2 separate regions of the Triticum aestivum genome follow, and region 2 is linked to region 1. Evidence: chromatin contacts called from public Hi-C data. All regions are on one chromosome and are shown on one strand. The core of a region is the stretch at or near the end of the contact, and the rest is flanking DNA. Distances in the headings are between cores, read along the strand shown.

Evidence for each region. A called contact is a pair of places that touch in the nucleus more often than the background predicts.
Region 2: a Hi-C map of leaf shows a contact between it and region 1, with 4 times the contacts expected there. The contact joins the enhancer-like site here to the promoter of LOC123174921 in region 1.

Annotation. Positions count from the first base shown.
Region 1 is chr1D:455,639,668-455,644,765 of IWGSC CS RefSeq v2.1, reverse strand. LOC123174921 (ethylene-responsive transcription factor ERF109) reads right to left here and starts at 2,500. Exons shown (of 1, transcript XM_044590111.1): 1 at 1,360-2,500. The coding sequence starts at 2,376. The coding sequence ends at 1,561.
Region 2 is chr1D:455,726,681-455,731,667 of IWGSC CS RefSeq v2.1, reverse strand. No RefSeq gene overlaps it. Among protein-coding and RNA genes, the nearest start is that of LOC123182899, 11 kb to the right of the region's middle. Within about 2 kb of position 2,842, at least 2 of the 8 cell types and tissues checked have an H3K27ac peak or open chromatin away from gene starts, as enhancers often do. A contact at or near this core is called in leaf, where this site is marked.

The DNA of each region.
Region 1 (5,098 bases), core at 1,251-3,750:
TAGAGAGCCGTACGGCAAAAACTGGATGCACTTCGTGTACAAAACGGATAATCTCTTTCGAAGTATCAAGGTTTCATACGGAAACTCGTCTGTTACAAAGGGATTTCATTTTTTTAACTTATTTGAACTCCATAGTTTTTCTGTGTTCAAAATGCACCATTCAAAGCCACATCATCAATTTTCAACCCTTTCTGACTTCATTTGTTATTTTTCATGCATTTACTGATTTTTTTTGAGCTATAAGACCCTGAAATTTAAAAGCATTTCAAATAAACTCTGAAAAGGTTGAAAGTTGGCATGGTATCATCATTTCACCCACATAGCATGTGCAAGAAAGTAGAGAGGCTTACGGCCAAAACTGGATGCACTCCGTGTAGAAAACGGACAATCTCTTTCGAAGTATCAGGGTTTCATACGGAAACTCGTCTGTTACAAAGGGATTTCATTTTTTTGAACTTATTGAACTCCATAGTTTTTCTGTGTTCAAAATGCACCATTCAAAGCCACATCATCAATGATCAACCCTTTTTGACTTCATTTGTTATTTTTCATGCATTTACTGATTTTTTTAAACTATAAGACCCTGAAATTGAAAAGCACTACAAATGAACATGGATAGATAAGTGACCAAATTAATAGTAGTTCATCATCACATTAAAACCAAAGTACATACATAGTTCAAATTGAACAACATATAGCTCTCTAGAGCATCTAGTTAAACCATACATTGAAACTATGTAAAACCTTTCAATGCAAGAACAAATGCGATCATAATCACAACTAAGGTAACAATTGATCCAACGGCATAATGATACCAAGCCTCGGTATGAATGGCATATTTTCTAATCTTTCTAATCTTGAACCGCATTGCATCCATCTTGATCTTGTGATCATCGACGACATCCGCAACATGCAACTCCAATATCATCTTCTCCTCCTCAATTTTTTTTATTTTTTCCTTCAAGTAATTGTTTTCTTCTTCAACTAAATTTAACCTCTCGATAATAGGGTCAGTTGGAATTTCCGGTTCAACCACCTCCTACATAAATAAAATCTATGTCACGTTGGTCGGCATAATTGTCATAAACAATAAATGAACCAAATAGTTATAAAAAGATAATATATACCACATCCGAATCATAGACAGGACGAGGGCCGACGGGGGCGGATACCAGAACCATCGCACTATATAATAACAATGAATAATAAAAGTAAGAAAATTAGACAAGTATCTATCTCAAGTAAGATTTTTTTTTATTTCAGAAAGAAGATAAGAACAAGAGGCTCATCACGATGGTGCCGGCGACGAGATCAGCGCGGGCGATCGACAGCGGTGAACAACATCATAGTGCCAACAAATAATCTAAAAATAGCATTCGTGTTAAGTACATACTGCATGAAAGAGGAGTATGGTTCAACACAACTTTTCCGTTGATCGGGTGCCTATTTATACAGAATTACAACCAAAGCTAGTACGTGTGCTAACCACGTATTGAACAGGATCTAGAAGTCGTGTACATGCGTGTTGATTGAGAGACACGCGCGCGCACTGCCACTGGTCTAACTGCTAGCCATGATACCCCCTAGATCGGCCCCTGGTCGTCTCTTTCCCGGCGCGTGAAACATTTCCAAGGTGTTGTTGACCGCCACCGGGAACAGTAAGCAAAGCTCGCTCTCGTCTAGCTTCATCAAGTCCTGCAAGCCATCCCAGAGCTGTTCCTCTGTTTCCTCCCCGTCCGGGCTGCGTGGCGAGGGCGAGGGCGAGCACGTGTCGGACTTGGCCGTGGCATTGCCGCTGCCGCCCAGCTGCTGCTGCTGCTGCTCGGGGAATGGGAAGTTGAGCTTGGCGCGCGGGCCGCGGAACTCGACGGCGGCGCGGTCGTAGGCCCTGGCGGCGTCCTCGGCGGTGTCGAAGGTCCCGAGCCACACCCGCACGGCGCGGCGCGGGTCGCGGATCTCCGCCGCCCACTTGCCCCATGGCCGCTGCCTGATGCCGCGGTATTGGGTCTTTTTGTTCCTCCGCCTCCTCTGCGGCCCGCCCGCCGCCGCCTTCGGTGCGTCCAATGCAGCCGCCGCCGGCGGCCTGGCCTCCGCGCCGATGAACTCGCACCCGAGGCACGCATCCATCCTGCACGCCGGGCACACCTCCTTGCTCGCCGGGAAGAAGAAGTCCGGCACCGGCGTGGCGTACCCTGAGATGACGTGCAGCAGCGCGGCGACCATGGCGCTATGCTCCTGCTCGGACGAGATCGCCCTGGCCGCGAACGGCGGCGGCGGCGGCTCGACGGTCGACGGGTCCTCGAACTCGAAGTGGCCGTCGAACCGAATCATGTACTCCTGGCTCGCATCCAGTGTCGGCGATAAGCCGAAGGTCATCTCCGCGTGTGTGTTCCTGCTGCCGTTGATTGAGCTGAGGGGCTGAGAGCTGACTGTGGGTGTTGTCTGAACTCTGAAGTGGGAGCTCCACTTGAGCTGTGTGATGGCCGTGGGTGTTGTTTGAAGTGATGGGGAACAAGTGAGGCGGGGGAGAAATATATACGCTCCGGTCGACGTCGCAGGGGACGCGGCGCATGCAGAACAGCGCGCTGTTTAAGGCCAACGGGGATGGCGTGCGAAACGTGCGCGTCCAGGGGCCTCGGGTTTGTTTGCTTACGAATCCCGGTTTTGCCCTCCAGGGACGGGACATGACCGATCGGTCGGGTGAGGGTGACGCCGGTAATGACGTTAGTGGAAATGAGGGTGGGATTTGGATGGGATGGGATCTGTACAGCAGATGACGTCGGTCCGTCCGTTGGTTGAAAGGGTCAAAGCGGGTCAAGGGACGTTGGTTCTCAGGGGGTTGGCCGTGAGAGGTCGGCTAGCTGGTTTTGTTGGAAGTCTGGTTCTTCTAGATGGTTTTCCTATTTTTCGATTGACGACCAATCCATTAGCAACTTCAACGGGCGACCCAAACGGGCGGCGCATTTGTCCGCTTTTTGTCCGTTTGGATCGGCCGTCCGTCCGGCATCCGCCCAGTTTTACATTTGGATCAACAGTGCGCTCAACGCGCCGATCCATTTCATGTCCGCATTCAACCTGTAAATAAAAAAGGCCCGCGGCCGATCATGCCAGTGGCCATGTCTCATGCCGGCACCAATGCCAACGCCGGCATACAATGCCGTCCTCAGAAAATATCACCACAGTTCTTGCTGGCGCACTCGCCAACAGGCCGGCACACATGCCAGCACACAAAAAAGGATGTGACTTGAGTTCGACCACGCCATCGCGGCTCCCGTGGTCATGCCGGCACACCTGCCGGCATACAAAAAAGATGGCGCTCGCCGCCATAGATCAATCGTCGTCGAACTTGAGCATGTCGGCCTGCATCTTCTCGAACCACGGCCTCTTCCTTGGCGACACGGTGTTGAGATCCACTTTCATGTTCTCCACCCCGGTCATCATGCTCGCAAGATCCACTTCTTTCGCCTTGGTCTTGGCATTGGCGGCCTCGATCTCTAGCATCTTGCCTTGCTTCTCCGCCTCGAGCTCGAACATCTTGGCTTGCTTCTCGGCGTCTAGATCAAGCCTCCTCCTTTGGATCTCCATGAAAGCATCCATTTGCTCCGCCTTGGAACAACGGCGCTCCTCCTTCCTTGAGTCCTTCTTATTCATCATGCTGTTCACGCTTGCGATCAAGGCGTTGGTGGCCGCATCTCGCTTGTCCTCCTTCTTGGAGTTAGTCTTCCCCCGCGGCCATGCCGGCTCGCCCTTCCCAACATCCTCCACGACTTTCTTCCCCCCACGTGCCTTGAGTGCGGCATATTGCGCCTTGAACTTCTCCTCGTTCTTGATGACCCGATAGCAATGGGAGAGGTTGAAGCACTTGTCGTTGTGTTGAACCTTGAATGCCTCCAAAGCTTGAAATGCCTACAAAATATTTCCATGCAAGCATATGGGCAAGTGATATGCAAATGAACACGCAAAGGATGAACTTGATGACACAAAAGAGGGCGGCTTGCTTGCTAGCATACCATGTCTTGCATGCCGATGCCGCTCACGGGGCGGGCCTTGACGCTCTCAAGAGTGGCGCAAAACTTGTTGCACTCTTGTTGGATCACCCTCCACCGCTTGGAAATAAAGACCCACCCGCACGTGCTCACAAATTGATAAGGTGGAAACTTCTTGCGCTCATGAAACTCTCGGTGGACACAAATCCAAAAAGTTGAATGCTTTTGCTTGGCGCCCGTCTTGGGGTCTTGTCCAATGTCTCGCCAGCACTCGCAAAGAAGTTTGTCCTCGGCCGCCGTGTACGCCTTCGTGCGCTTGCTCTTGCGCTTCGGCTTAGGACCGGCGGCTTGGTTGGCGAGCTCGTCCTCGAACAAAGGCTCCACTTCGATGTCGCACTCGTCCTCTTCCTCTAGCCCGTAGTCGTCCGGGAACTCGTGGTCGAGGGGGAAGCCGTCCAGGTCGATGCCGACCTGATCACGCATGAAGGCCGCCTGATCGGGATCATAGCCAGCGGCCGGCGTGAACGCCCCGCGGCCGTCCTGACTTTGTGTCTCGTCGGGATCATAGCCAGCGGCCGGCGCACCGCCGTCGAAGATGAGGTTCTGCATGTAGTCCACGTCGACGGCGGACAGCATTTCCTCGAACAGGTTGCGGGCGTCTGGGAGCTCGCCGGCCGGCGTCTGTCCCACGCGTTTCCTCGTGCCGCCGAATGACGAGCCACCGACCACCGGGGTGGCGTTGAGGTCGATGGGCGCGGGCGCGGGCGTGAAAGGCGCGACCATGCTCACGTCGGGCGAGCACTCCCCGGAGAGGCGGGAAGCCTGCGGGTACACGTAGAAGCCGGGGATCGGGTTGCAAGCCGATGCGCGGGGCGAGTCGGGCAGCACCATCGAGGAAATGCAGACGAGCCGGTGCTGGCCGCGGCGACGGCGGCTTGGACGAGGCCGTGCTGGCTAGGGTTTAACCCTAGCATGTAGAGCGCCTCCCTCGTTGCCGCCGCGACGCGGGTGTTGGTGACCTCCTGCTGCGTGGCGGCGACGGCGGCGGCCTGCGCGGCGGCCTCATCCCTCGCGTCCGCGGCGTGCCTCCGGCCCTTCGTCTTGGCCGACTC
Region 2 (4,987 bases), core at 1,593-4,092, 87 kb before region 1:
TAGATTAATTCATTGATCATCCTGTACCTTTTAGGGAAATTCATTTTCTCCATGGGTTCCAGATTCCGTTACTAGTCTTCGGAAACGGAAAACATTGAACCAATAAGAGTTGGGTATGTTATGTAGGATTAGACCATAAAGAAGCTATCATATCTCATTTCAATTGCTTTTGCACCGATAACCGAAGATTGTGTAGGTTGTAAGAGATGTGAATCTGCTTGCCCAACAGGTTTTTTAAGTGTCCATTAATACGTCTCCAACGTATCCATAATTTGTGATTGTTTCATGTTATTATATTATCAATCTTGTATGCTTTATATGCCTTATATCATTTTTAAGAACTAACCTATTAACTCAGTGCCAAGTGTCAGTTGCTGTTTTCTGCATATTTTTGGTTTTATAGAAAAACCATATCAAACGGAGTCCAAACATGATGAAACTTTTTGACGCTTTTTTCTGGACCAAAAGAGACCCAGGAAGCTTCGGGGGAGGTCCATAAGACAGACGAGGAGATGGCAAAGCAGCACGGCGTGCCCTCCATTTGACACTATAGTTCCCAAATGTTCCAAAACCCCCAGAGCGAGACTCGAAATAATTAAATTATCCCACCACCGCAAGTATCCGTTCTTCCGTGATCCCATCTAGAGGCCTTTTCCGGTACTCTGTCGGTGGGGGAATCGACCACGGAGGGCCTCTACATCAACCTTGCCACCTCTCCGATGATGTGTTAGTTCCTCACAGGACCTACGGGTCCATAGCAGTAGCTAGATGGCTCTCTCTCTCTCTCTCTCTGATCTTCAATACAATGTTCTCTTCGGAGATCGATATGATGTAATCTTTTGTGGTGCGTTTTTTGGGGTTCGATGAATTGTGGGTTTATAATCAGATTATTCATTGACTTGACACGGGATGACGATGCTAGTTCATCAATTTGATAAAGAATCACAAAAATTGAAAACACAATCACGAATTTGATATTTTTATGAAATATGAAAAAGTTCACTAATTTATAAAAGTTCATGAATTTGGAAAAAAATGTGAATTGTTTTCACAAAATCTTGAAAAATTCATGAATTTGAAAATAAGTGCACTAATATGAAAATAAATTTAAGGAATTACAAATATTTGACATACCAGTATAGTAAACAAATCTACCCCTAATAATAAAGGGACTATTGCTTCTGGTCGTCTGTCATGAAAATTGCCCCCGATGTTGCCATAAATTACCCACTATGCCATCCATAAATAAAACAATTCGGATTTATTTCAAAACTGCCACTGGGTTTGGTTCTTATAAGGTGATACACGCATGTAACACAAGCACACAGGTATCCCAATGGCTAAGGCGTCGGTCTACCACACTAGAGACCAGGGGTTGATCCCTGGTTCCTACCCCATTTTTCCTCTGTAGGAAGCGCGCCTCCTCCTCCCGCACGAGCTAATGGCCCGGCCCATGTGAGGGTGGTGGCGCCCCCTGTTTTCTATTTCATTTTTTCCTTTTACCTTTTCATTTTTGTTTTTGTTTTTCCTTCCTCAAGTTAATTCTTGGATTTCAAAAGAACCAAATTTCAAAATGTTGGGAGCTTTAAAAATATTGAGAAATTATAAAATATTTTATGAATTCAAAAGATATTTGTAAAATCATAAAATGTTCATGATTTCAAAAAAATGTTCGCATATTATAAAAAATCATGATTTGAAATTTATGTATATGAAATAAAAATGTTCATAATTTTCTAAAAATAATCCAGTGTTCAAAACATATTGTGGTATTAGAAAACAAATATACATGAAATTTTAGAAAATGTTCCCAAAAATTAAAACAGATCCGTAAATAATAAACAAAACAAATGGCCGCTTGCATAGAAGTTTTAATAGGGGATTTATAGAGGTCATTTTATGATTTTATTTAGTCCCTCGCATCGGCTTAAAAAAAGTTTTCCGTGTTTCATAGAACGCCGAGCCCCCAAAAAATTGACCTAGCTTTCTATGGGTTAGTTTTTGAAAGCTATATAAAAATGACTACATGTCTATTTTGCCTCCGTACACAACGATGTTTATTCTGGTACCACAGTAATGGGTATGGTAAACACCATTACGCTAGGTCAAAACGAGACAAATTATTCATCTGTCTAACTCAGGCAGGGTCCATCATTGAAGTTTGCCTAGCCCATTTTTTTTTGCGTTGTGGCGCCTTAGGAAATCAAACCGTGATACTTTTTAAAAGTCCCTTATCTCATCATGACATCACTTAGACATGGTTTGTGAAATGAAATTTTAAAAGTCCTTATGTCATCCTGGCATTTGATTCAGACTTTTCTTTATATCTACCACACCTGCATAATCTAATAGTTTTTCTCCCGTTGCAGCGCACGGGCATATTTGCTAGTAGTAGAAAACTAAAAGCCCAATAAAAACTGGACGGGAACCTAAAACGGAGAACAGCTAACTGGGCCAGGTCAGCGGTGTGTGTTTTCTTGTCCGTTTGCTTGACAAATGGAGAAAAGCTTGACCCAAAGTGGTGTGTTATTTTACTTTTTAAATCTATCTTCAATTGTTTTTTTTTGGTCTAATATAAAAGGAGAAGTCGCGTACTTTAAAGTTGACATCACAAAATCTGGATAAAAACTCGGTGACGATTCAATACTTAGCACTTGCATCACCAAGTTTACAGCACACCAAGTCACTGTAGGTCACACACACGTACGCGTCATGCACGACTGTGAGCGCCAGCCAGCAGCAGTCGAAGCGATCGTTCTCGCGTAGCAAAGCCCACAGTCACGCCACTGGTACTCCTTCGTCATACCACCACCAGTTACTTCAACGCATAGAGATTTTGACGTGTTCGACGCTGACCGCAGGGCACTAGTGGCGTGACGGTGGACGCCCCGCGGCTGGGGAGCGGGGAGGAGCTGTCTTCAATCTGTCACCGTCGCTTTCACCACGGGCGACTGCGAGCGAAGAGTCATCTCCGTGGCTCCGCCAGCAGCCAGCCTCTCTTTTTGTTCATTCAAAACTGGGACGGGGCACATCGGCTGGTACTAGTACATACACATTTCTAGCATGGACCCCTGGACGGCGACGTCCCTAGCAACTGGATCGATTTCTTTTTCAGCTAGTATTAAGCAACATGATTCTCATTCTTTTGGTGTTAGAGTTTAAAACGTATATTTTCGGCAGGGAGAGTGAAAAACGTACTCTATGTTATAGGGCATAATATGCTTAGCAGCCAGGTAGACCGTTGATGCATGCGGAACATGTGTTTTTTTTTTACTTTTACCTCTTGATGAAACTTTTTACTCCCTTGCCCTCACACTGTTGTACAGCTTTTTTTTTTTTGCTAGCAAGGTTACTCTTTTTGTCGCCGAATATTTGAAGTACCTCGGTTTTGAAATTCAGCATTTTTTTGTTATTTTTAATATAAACATGTAACTGGAAGGTTCTCAAAATATCGTACTTCCTCTGCTCCATATTAATTGTTGTTGACTTAGTGTAACTTTGTACTCAGAGAAAGTAAGAATAAACCCTTTTTCTATATACAGAACAAAAATACAATGTATCATTTGCACATAACTAGTGTCGTGCCCGTTAGCCGGCACGTCACTACTAAGAGGTATTTTGGCAAATTACCAGTGGCGTGCAATTTTGACCTCGCGCCACTAATAACTTAAACCTATAAGAGTTTCTCTGTCTCTACTAGTGGTCTCTTCATTTTTGTCAGTCGTCTCACTTGGATATCGCTCTTTCAGTGATATGACACAAGTTCGGAGATTTCAGTTGCAAGTAAGTTTCATGAATTTCAATTTTGGGCCGGTCCATTTCATTTGTGAAGAAAGATGGAGGTACGGCCGGAGCACCGAGTCCGACGCCGATGGCGCAGGGGCGAGTGTACTCGAGGCCCGGGACGCCGACAAGGCCTCAACTAAGAAAGAACAAAAGCTATATTGATATGATATTGACAATTATTGTTCTGTTTTAGCTATGATGGGTTAAAATGAACACGGAGTGAAAGAAAATAATGTTTTGCTTTAAAAATGTTTCCTATGAGAAGAAAGTTATCTTTAGCTGGTGAAAATGATGCAACTAACCATGTAGACATGCATGACAGGAGAATTATATTATCATGTGGCTAAAATGTATCATAATTCGAGAACTCGGAATAAGTGGCACTTATTGTAATCCATTATTATAGTGCTACTAAACTATATGGGTTTCATTTTTGAGCCAAATCTAAAAAAATGGCAATAGCTGAAAAGGCAAGCTTCTTAATAACAACACATAAATACCATAAATACTTATTGAGCGTGACAGACTAAAATGGGAAGAAGAATGTAGTATATGTTCCCTTCTCTAGTTCATTTTCTAAGTCAGAGATTAGAAGAAACAAAGAAGATCAATTTTGTTTTACCAATCAGGATATAAGTATTACTGCTTGAAAGCTATAGAGATAGATTGTATGCGACAAGAGCTAGCTCTCCACAACTATCCAAATGCTCTTTTATCTGTAGACATTTATAATTAAACCAAATTTCCTGCTCCTGTCTATATGTTGTTGTAGTTTGACTGCTATTACAACAATTAGATTCCACCGTGTTGACTGGTGTTATTGAGTCAAAACAGAATGACATTTAGCTCGAAAAACTGAATCTTTTGAGAAACATTCTTATGAACAAATGTAATATGAAGCAATGGATATTGACTCAAGAAAGAAATAGTTAATTTTCTTGGTTAACGATACTTGTTGTTTTGCAAATATTCATAGGAAACGTTAAAAAATATCCTCTAAGTGATAATGAATTGTGTGCTAGAATTCACCTTTACGAAATGAACATTTCATCTTCTTTCACTGTATACTTACCAAGCGAAGATGGATAATTTTGTCAACCAAAAAAATAGATGTAGTAACTAAGCATCATCAGTATACATGGCAACTGTAAAAAGGTGAGTGTGATATCCTATTACCTGAAATAAAAAAAAGTTAGGAATA